Linked DNA regions of Mus musculus: region 2 is linked to region 1. The links are chromatin contacts, called in public Micro-C maps. All regions are on one chromosome and are shown on one strand. Each heading gives the region's core, a stretch centred on a gene start, on an enhancer-like site or on the middle of the called end of the contact. The rest is flanking DNA. Distances are from core to core; before and after follow the strand shown.

What was found. Hi-C and Micro-C count contacts between places; a contact is called where the count stands out from the background.
Region 2: a Micro-C map of the HL-1 cell line shows a contact between it and region 1, with 2.7 times the contacts expected there. The contact joins the enhancer-like site here to the promoter of Ntrk1 in region 1. A contact is called at or near these places in 6 of 39 promoter capture datasets (the C10 cell line, the HPC-7 cell line, cranial neural crest and 1 more), 2 of 15 datasets of contacts at CTCF or cohesin (the G1E-ER4 cell line and embryonic stem cells), 10 of 484 Hi-C or Micro-C datasets (the G1E-ER4 cell line, the HL-1 cell line, embryonic stem cells and 1 more), 8 of 115 datasets of contacts at active chromatin or transcription factors (embryonic stem cells, pancreatic cancer cells and stem cell-derived neural progenitor cells) and 4 of 9 other capture datasets (adipose tissue, embryonic stem cells, liver and 1 more).

Annotation. Positions count from the first base shown.
Region 1 is chr3:87,793,698-87,798,522 of GRCm38.p6, reverse strand. It overlaps Ntrk1 (neurotrophic tyrosine kinase, receptor, type 1), which reads left to right and starts at 3,361. Exons shown (of 17, transcript NM_001033124.1): 1 at 3,361-3,590. The coding sequence starts at 3,379. It overlaps Insrr (insulin receptor-related receptor), which reads right to left and starts at 1,572. Exons shown (of 22, transcript NM_011832.2): 1 at 1,015-1,572. The coding sequence starts at 1,099.
Region 2 is chr3:87,981,236-87,986,321 of GRCm38.p6, reverse strand. No RefSeq gene overlaps it. Among named protein-coding and RNA genes, the nearest start is that of Nes, 13 kb to the right of the region's middle. Within about 2 kb of position 3,266, at least 131 of the 459 cell types and tissues checked have an H3K27ac peak or open chromatin away from gene starts, as enhancers often do. A contact at or near this core is called in the HL-1 cell line, the HPC-7 cell line, adipose tissue and 4 more, where this site is marked.

The DNA of each region.
Region 1 (4,825 bases), core at 2,112-4,611:
ATTGCAAATCTTCTGGCCTCTTTCATGAGACACCTTACCCCAGTCCATCTGTATTATCCTTACAGGAAAGGGAGCCCTGGCTTGGTCCTGGAAGCCCCCACTTAGAAGAATGTTTTAAGACCCTTCCCGTTCCCAGAGTGTTGAGTTCCCAAACTCTGTATGGAGGACAAAGGCAGATTAAATGATGGCGTTATACACTTACTGTTTCCTCTTCTGTTGCTTCTTCTTTGTCCCACATAGCCCCTGGCAACCCATGAGGGGCTATTTGGTCTGCATTAGTCCCACTCCCACTCCCTAGGTGCCTTTGGTGAGAAGTGTGAATCTGAGGTATATCACTGAGTTACGGAGGAGAGGCAGTCCTCTCTCAGACAGCCCTCCTGCCCACAGTGGGACCCCAGGGTCCCCACCAACACAGATGAAAGCCTGGGGTGCCAGAGCTCAGGACTTGCCCTGGGTCTGCCTCTCCTGTCTCTGAGCCTACAATCCACACAGTAAGTCAAATTGCTTAATGGTGCCTGGTTTTCAGCTTCGATCCCAGCCTGCCTCTTATCAGTCAGTGGCCCTAGAAGCAACCTCCAATTCTCAGTCTCATTTTGGTTTAAACTCAGACTTTACTGGGATCGCGGTTTCACTAACAGCCGTGAGTTGAAGAACATCTGTTCGTTCCATTTCTAACTCCTTAACCTCTTAGGGGAGCTGAGAGAGAAAACTCTTCATATAACAGTTCTAGCTGGCAAAAAGTCCTTCTGAGAGCTGATCCTCGTCTTCCCGTCCCAATAAAGACTAACTAGGAATCAGTTGTGCTGCACACCTTCAACCCCAGCTCTTGAGAGGTGGAGGCAGGTGGATCTCTATGTTCAAGGCCGGCTTGGTCTACAGATAGAGTTTTAGGACAGCCAGGGTAACACAGAGAAACCCTGTCTGGAGACACCAAAACCAACCAACCAAAGACTAAGTTAAGTATAGGTGTTCTGGAGGGAGATGGGGGTTAGACGGACGTTGCTGGGGACTCACCCTCTAGTGTGTCCAGGCCAGATCCCAAGGACAGCAGGCTCATAAGCAAGTGTACTCCCCAGGGCCACAGAGCAGGCACTGCCATGACCTCAGCCCTGGTTGTCTTCCAGGTATCCTCCAGGGAGAAAGGAGGATGCAGACCCAGGTTCCAGTGTGAAGTGGCAGGGGTGGGGACGACGACGACACACAAAGGCAAAGGGATTAGAGATCTCAAATAGAGACCGCGGGAGATAGAAAAGAATTTCGGAACAGAGGAAACAAAGCCTGTGACAAGCAGCTAGAGACAGCCTCAGTGTGGTCCAGAGACAGATACTGGGACAGAGATGCAGATAGGAGTGGAGGAGCCTCAGAGAGGCATCCAGAGGGAGGATGATTCAGAACACAAAGATCCAGACAGTCCAGGCAGTCCTGAGGGGAGGCAGAGTGGAAGCCCCCGGTGAGCCCCGGGAGTGCCCCAAGGGGCGGCAGCGGGGTCCCGAGACACCCGCAGCACTCCACCCCGAGACACTCCGCGGACCTCCTGGACATGCAGACTTCCACTCTCGGTCGACCGGCCGCGGCTGGTGGGGCAGAAAGGCAGGGACCTCGCCCAGCTCCCGCCCTTTCCAGAAACGGATTGGTTTACGCCGCCGCCCGCCGACTTCTCTGTTCTCTCCGCCCCTCCCACCAAGTCAAGGGAAAATATTTAGCCTGTCAACTGAGGGAGGTGGGGGACAGATGTGTTGGGGAAATAAGGTTGGGGGCCAAGAACTGAGCTCTGGAACCCCTCTCTCTGTCTCAGTTTCCCTCTCTCCCCCATCCCCACCCCCCCAACCCGCTCGCTGCAGATCTGGAGGGAGCGGCTGGGCTCCCTGGCTTGATTTGCAGGGGAGTTCTGGAGTCCAACAGGTGTTTTGACATCTGCGGGGTAACTTCCCGCAGCCTGGACAGGTCGGACTCCACTGGTGAAACCTGAAGACCTCACCACTTCGACCTCACCACTTCGCCTCTCACAGCCCTTCCCAGCCTCCCGAGGCTACTTTGAACATACTTCCTTGGCGCGGGGTATGTCCCCGTCAAATCCCTTGGTTTTGGCTCAAATCCCTAGGAGACGAGTCGTTCTTCTCTCTGTGAGATTCCTCCTTCATTTGGTTACTTTTTTTTTTTTTGGTTTTTCGAGACAGGGTTCCTTTGTGTAGCCCTGGCTGTCCTGGAAGTAGACCAGGCTGGCCTCGAACTCAGAAATCTGCCTGCCTCTGCCTCCCATGTGCTGGGATTAAAGGCGTGTGCCACCACTGCCTGGCTCCATTTGGTTACTTTTAAGAACTCAGGATGCTTAGTGGGTCTCTATATATGTACTTATTCGGGGCCACTTGGAGGACAATTCATGATGGGATGATCTCTTAAACGCGACACTTATACGTGCAGTCAAGAAGGCCATTGCGCAAGACTTGCCATTTAGTGGCCTGGATGCTGGGCCTGAGACTTCCCAGGTTCACAAATACCGTGAGCCGATGGTTCCCAGCTCCCACGTCCGAAGAACTAAGAGATCTATTAATTTCTCCGCACAGAAATCGATGCTCTTGTCAGGACGGCGATCGATGCCAAGCTTGGTCTGCCTGGCCATGGCTCGGCTCTGGGGCCCCAGATGGATGGTTAGGATTGGGAACTGACCCTAAGACCAGAGGCACAGCTTAGAAAGGCTCAGAACTGCTCTTCTCCGCCCTCGAAGCCCCAGGCCGAGCGCAAACGCCGGGCGCGAGGGCTTCTAGCGCCACCCTGTGGTCTTTTGAGGACCGAGAGGTCTCCACTTTCCAATCTTCCTCCAATTGTGTTCTAAGGACTCTTCTCTCCCACTATTTTTCTCCCCAGGTTCTGCATCCAGCCATGCTGAGGCCCTCTCCCTTTCCTTACTAGGGTCTGGAGAGCGTTCACCTAACTTATTCCAAGTGACATGCACACCCTCTTAAGTAAAGTGCACCGTGAGGCTGGCTGGGATGACCTGGACTTCAACCCTTCCCTTGCTCAATTTCTCCACTTCCCCGCAAATCTGAAAATGCAGCTGTTTTACTGTGAGAAATAAGGTATCAGCTTCCTAGCTCCCCCAGCCTCAGAAGACACTTGTGAGGCAATCTATGGCAGCCCCCCGCCCCAGGTCTCCTGCAGCCGCGAGGGACATTAGGAAGGCGAGCTGGCATTAGGGCCTCAAAAGGGGAGGGGGCACTGGGGGCATTGGCAGGCGGGGCGGGGCGGGGCCGTGGGTGCCGCCCTCTCCTGGTGGCTAGTCTTTAACACCGCCCCGCGCACGTGTCGCGCGAGGCCGGGCGGCGGCAGCTAGGAGCGCACGGACGGCTGCGCGGCCCGAGCAAGGCGGGCGCCGCCGCGATGCTGCGAGGCCAGCGGCTCGGGCAGCTGGGCTGGCATCGCCCGGCCGCGGGGCTAGGCAGTCTGATGACTTCGTTGATGCTGGCCTGTGCCTCCGCCGCATCCTGTCGCGAGGTCTGCTGTCCCGTGGGCCCCTCGGGGCTGCGCTGCACCAGGGCAGGGTCCCTGGATACCCTCCGCGGCCTGCGGGGCGCCGGGAACCTGACGGAGCTGTGAGTGTGTGTCGTTCGGGGGAGGGGTGCGGGGTCAGGAGGGCACAGCCCTTCCCCGAGGGCGCGCACTCATTCACCTCTGGCTTGAGGGGTCAGGCTTGGCTGCTGTAGGAGACTGGCACGTGTAGCCTTTGGCTGTGCTGCGGCGGCTTCTCCCGCTGCCACCACCCTGGCAGAGCCGCGCAGTCACTGTCTGGATGTCGCTCAGGATTAAGGGTAGCTAACTGTGGTGCTGGTTTGGGGTAGAGCAAGACCGAAACTAGGTGGATTAGGCATTGGTCCAGCGATCTAGGATAAGAACCTTTTTGTGGGGTTCAATCAAGAGCCCAAGTTCCTAAGCCCATGGAGGAGTGGTTAGCTGTGCAGAATTTGGCAGTGTGGCACCTTTGCTATCTTCTTTTACTTAGGGGGAAGCCAGCCCCCAACCTCTTCCTTGTCATGCAGGGAATCCAGCTCTTCTCTGGATTTGTGATTGAGCTGGAGTTGGTGGGAGATGGTGAGGAACCAGCTTGGTGTCTGAGCTCTTTTTTCCTTTCCACTGACCACAAGTCTCCTTGATTTGGATGCGGGAAGCAGGGAACGAAACCCCTTTGCTTCTCTCTCTGCTCACCCATCTCTCCTTTCACCTTTGTCTCCCTTCTTGTATCAGGGAGTCAGGGCTGTTGCTGAGTGATTTTCCCATTTTCCAGGTCCAGAGCTGGGAGGAACCTTCAGCTCTGCAGTACTTAGACAATGTGCAATAATCGGTTACAAAATACTCAAGTACTTTGTAGCAGCTAGTGAGACCTTTGAGAGTATAATTGACCTGAAGGAACTCCGCATCACACAGTGATGGCTGGAAAATACTTGAGTATTCTGCACGCTGGTGGAGCTAGCAGCCTGCAGTGATTGGCACCGAGTTACTCGGGCATCTTGTGGTAATTAACGGAGGTACTCAATCTCTTTCTAATGGCCCTAGGGAGACCAAGAAGAGAGGAGATGGCCTTGTCTTGGTCTGGGTCTAGGCTCCTGCAGGATGGGATGGGGTTTGAAGTCTAGATGGTTACTCCCCGGCCTGTCCATTCAAACCAGAGTCCAGCCTCCTGATTGTTTCCATCAATGTTCTCGTTCTTCAGAGCCTTTCAAGACTCCAAGGGAGTCCAGCCCAGGGACAGGGGTAGTGGGCAAGCCTAGATTATTGAGGAAGAGGCTGGCAGGGTGGTGAGCTGAAATGTTCACCCCCCTGGGTGGGGCCT
Region 2 (5,086 bases), core at 2,017-4,516, 190 kb before region 1:
CGGTGGGTGGAGCACGGTGGGTGGATGATTTCTATGTAGCATGGTGAATTTGTGGCAAACTGGGATTCCCGGCCCTTTCTCCAAGATTTTCATCATCAAACCTCCCACTTGGCACAGGTCCACCATCTTCTCTGTTCTGTGGGTAAGGAGAGTCCCAGAAGTGGATGGGAGACTAGAATCAGAGTCCTCCCTCACCTGCTGGGCCTCTCTGGCAGGGCAGCAAACAGGAAACCTCCTCCTGGCTTGTTGAGCTTCCTGGGGAAGGGGGGGGGGGAGGGGAGGAAGAGGGAAGGGGGTGTCCTGGAATAACTCAGCAGTGCCCTGAATGGACAGTAGCTAGCCAGTGCCTCGGGAGTCACACATAGAGCACCAGCACACCTCTTTGGAGACTTGGAGTAGGGCCACACCTCGGCCACGGCTGCCAGCTGTCACTGTTGGGACCCTGACTGTGTGCCCTGACTCTCAGCCTCCTCCACATATGAGTTGAGTGGGGTCCCCATCAGGATGTCTTGTTCCCCGGATTTAAGAGGTATTGGAAAAGAGAGACCCACCCAGGGCAATAGGTAGCAGCTTGAGCGTTGCCCAGGGGGCACGGCGCTTAGGAGCCTGTGATTTGGCCTTCTGCCAGGTTCCTGCTGCCTCTGGATGCTCTGACACATTCCACCTCCCAGTTCTTCACCATACCCTTGCCTCCCACAACACTGCCTGACTTCACTTGGGGCCTTTGTCCCAGCCGGGAGGCCCTGTCTGTCGGCCTGACTCCTGCGTGGAGAGAGAAAGGGTCCCATTGTCCTAGTGTCCACAGTGACTTAGCAGTTCCCGAAGACTTCTAAAAATTCACCTCCTTGTCAGAGATCTTTTTCAGGCTCTGTAGTCAGATCCTGACCAGAGTGCCTGCGTAGGTGCCCCCTCTCTCAGAGCCTGATGCAACTGGCTCTCCCTTTCCCAAACGGAGGTCCTTCCTGATGTCTGCCTTCTATTTGGCTTGCTGCAAAAATAGCTAGCTTCCTCCTGGGCAGAAGAACTGAAAAGTTCATGGACAGAAAATGAGGAAAGGCTAGGAAAGAGGCAGATAGGATGTGAATGCTCTCCCACTGGGCCAGTGGCTCAAGTGATAGGCTAAGTGGGTGGACCCTGAGTCTCAGGCTACCCAGATGCCTTGGTGTTTAAGTGGATTGTTAACAGAGAGAAGGCTTCTGACCACTTAAGACTGGAATTAAATACTACTCATATTTAATACTTGTACTGGCTGGTTTTGTGTGTCAACTTGACACAAGCTGGAGTTATCACAGAGAAAGGAGCTTCAGTTGGGGAAATGCCTCCACGAGATCCAGCTGTAAGGCATTTTCTCAAGTAGTGATCAAGGGGGGAGATCCCCTTGTGGGTGGTGCCATCTCTGGGCTGGTAGTCCTGGGTTCTATAAGAAAGCAAGCTGAGCAAGCCATGGGAAGCAAGCCAGTAAGTAACACTCCTCCATGGCCTCTGCATCAGCTCCTGTTTCCTGACCTGCTTGAGTTCCAGTCCTGACTTCCTTGGTGATAAACAGCAGTGTGGAAGTGTGAGCTGAATAAACCCTTTCCTCCCCAACTTGCTTCGTGGTCATGATGTTTGTGCAGGAATAGAAACCCTGACTAAGACAATACTCAATGAAAGACAGCCCAAAGCTCCCTGGCCCATGTTCTGCTGACCCCAAGAGGCATCTGGAGACACTACATTATTGACTAAGATATGTTACTCTGTGCCTCAGTTTCCCCCATTAGAGTCAGCTGAAGTTCCCTCTAAGGTGTCTGGAACTCATAGCCATCCTGGAGAGGCAGAGCCATTCTGGATGCCTGGTGGGAGGGGAGAGAGGCAAGAGAAGGGAAAGTCAAAGGGATCATTTTGTGCTGAGTGAGGTCCATTAGTGGGAACACAGGGCCCCAGAGAAATCAGGGGGATTTCAGAGCTAGCCAAAGTCTCCTGAGGAGGCACCCCTTTGGGGCCTAAGGCCAACAGATTGTGAGCAGCTGATCCCACAGCTGCAGGGTGGGGGTTCCTCGACAGAGGCCTCCTGGCACCTGCCTCAGTTTATTTATGGAACCGCAGCTGAGTTGTAAGGGTGAGGAGGGAGGTCCATGATTAAAGGGGACTCTGAAAGGGAAGAAGAAGTGCCAGGACCTGGGGTTCAGACAACTGGGCCCCATCCTTTTGGGATAGGGCATACAGAATGGTCGTTAGATTATGGGGTGGCAGGAGGAGCCCCTGGGCACCAGGGCTGGAGAGGGCTGAGGCTAGAGGCAGGTTTACTATTCCTGACCTGCTGGCAGATGTTGAGTTAGGAGGTGGTGTGAGAGGGTTCAGGGTGGAGAAAGCAGGGGAAGCTAGAAGAAGAAGCACTGGTTCCTTTGCGTACCAAAGCAAACTGCTGGAGGCTTCACGCCTCGGCTCCTCTGCCCCTGAACCAAGCGGTGCCCACAGCTCTATGGCAGCTTCATGCTCTAGTGTGGTCCTAAGGTGGCTCCTGGGCTCAGAGACAGCTGCTGGCAACCTTTCTTCACTACCTGAACCAGGGTAGTTCAGGCTCTTCTCCCTCCTCTCAGGAGGACTCACCGCTAACTTCCAGCCTTCCTGCTGTTGAGCCCACCCTAGAATTTAGCCCTCTCCCTGCCCCCCCCCACACACACAGATGGGGTGGGACGGCATACAATAGAAACTTGGGGCCTATCCCTACGGCCAGAGTCTTCTCTGGTTTTCTGGGCTGGGTGGGCTCCCCTTCTACCGGTAGTACAGATAGCACATTCCAGACGAAATGAAACTACATTCCTTCGTCCCCCCACCAGAGAGGCTGGCAGGGTTGACAGCAGCTGCATCAGCATGGGTCAAGTGGCAACAGCTGGCATCCCAGGGCGAGGCTGGGGTGTGGAGTGTGGGCAGCACAAGAATGGAGAGGGGGGATTTTCTTTCAGACAATGAATGAATCCCGGGTTGGTTTCCCCACCCCCACCCCGGTGGCTGAGCGCTGAGGAGGGGATCAAGGGTGATGTCATTCATCTGAGAAATGTTTGGAGTCTCTAGGAAGAATTCCCCTCACCCAGGACCTTACAGGTAGAAAACCCAGGCTCTGAGGAATCAAGGGGCCCAAGAGAGTCCCACCCAGGATGGGTGTCCCAAGCAGGATGGGGGAGGGAGTGCTTTAAGAGGCCACGCTTGGCTTGCGCCTTTGGCTGTAGTACAAAGCCTAGACTTTGATTTCCTTTGGGACTCTGGCAGCTACAGGGACAGCATCAGACTGGGCAGGAGGGAGCCTCTGCCCCTGACCTCACCCTTGGAGGCGCCTCAGCCTGCTCAGCCTTATAAGGAAGTGCCCCAAACAAACTGAGGAAGCCACCTCCGCTGGGCCCCCCTTCTCCGCCCAACTCCAACTAGCTCAGAGGCTATATTTACTGAAGGAGGCCCCAGAATAACCTCCCACTGTCTCATACCGTGGGTGTGTTGGGGATCATTTCCTCTCTTGCCCCCGCCTCACTCCTGGGGGTCCTCTACCCTTAGAAGCATGTACAGTTGTCACTCAGGGGGCTTCCAGGCACCAACCGGACCTTGCTTCCCTGAAGCACTCACTATCGTGCTGGAACCTTCTGAGAGGCCTTGGCCCTGTTTTTGCCCTCTTGGGCCACATGGTCAGCCTTCTGGGGGTCCCCAGGGCCTCCGTGGGCCTCTCCTCACTCTATACTGCTCTGCTCTATTCCAGCTCCTGCCCCTGCTCTCCTGAGTCACATGCATACTCTCTGCTGTCACAGCCCTCTGCTTGCCTCTCTGTCTTGGAAAAGGGCACCGCACATCCAGTTGCTTGCATGCAGCCCTGGGACATGCCTGTCCTGTGTCCGGTCTCCTACACAGCTGCCAAGAGTTTACGTCATTCCCCCATCTTACTGTCCCCTCCTGCACCTTGGCCTCTGCCTGCACCACTGGCAGGCTCCCGCTGGGCCCTGCTCAGCCCTTCTCAGGAAGCAGAACTGGGGGGGAGGGGGGGACAGGGCGGTGACACCTGTGCATAAACCTTTCAGAAGTTCATCTTTCTTAGGAAGAATCCATGCTTCCTGGCTTCCTGGCTTCCTGGTGAGGACTTTGCCCCTCTGCCAGGGCTTCCTGCAATCTCACCAAGGCTTTCTCTGCTTCTTCCTTCCTTCCCACCACCCTGCCTGCTTTGTCTTCCACTGCCCTAGATCTCATGTGTTCTAGGTTCCCCCCACCACACACACACACCCTAGGAACACCCCTCACCCCACCACAGGCCACTCAGAGTAGCCTGCCCTACTCTGCACTCCTACCCAGCATGCATCTGTCTCCAGACACCATTTCAAGTTGGTGGCCTTTGCTCAGGAGTTCCTATACAAAGAGCTGTGTTGCAAGTTGTCAGCGTCCTGAAGAGGCTGCGCTGTATGGACGGACAGTCAGTAGACTAACAACCACACTGAGGGTCACAACCAGGGTGTCCCTGACACTGTCCAGATCTTACGTCTCTTGCTGCTTGGACACTGGGCCATTTCCACGCATACATACCTCCTGCTGTATATCCTCTTAGGGAAGTCCACCCTTCTGTCTAACTTACATCCCAACCCCTGTGTCATAGGGTTATTAGCATCAGTGGCCAGCTGGGATAACTGTAGAGGACCACAGGCTCGTGAGGAGACAGGAAGGGGATCCGGTACAAGGCAGGGCTAGTTGGCTTAGCTCTGTCCTTGGTGTCCACCCAAGCAGTGGTACTGAAAGGCCTGAAGAGAGAAGGCAGAGGATGTCTTGTCCTATTAGAGGGGCGGGCCTTGCCTGCCTGATGCCAACATGCTGGTGTCTGCCTGTTAGCTGGCAAGTAGACAGGAGGACCTTGTTGTTAGTACAGGAAGGAGAGAATGGAGACTAGGGCTTCCAGGAGGGTGGAGAAGCACAGTCGGGATCCTGGACCCCAGGGCAAGGGTGTGGATGAAATGGACCCCGGAACCAGAACATGGGTATGAAGGAAGGGTGTGCACAGAGGAGCCCACAGTGCCAGCTGGCAAGACAGCCCTTGTCCACCCTCCTTGGGAACTCTTAGTCCTAAGGAAAGGGGCCT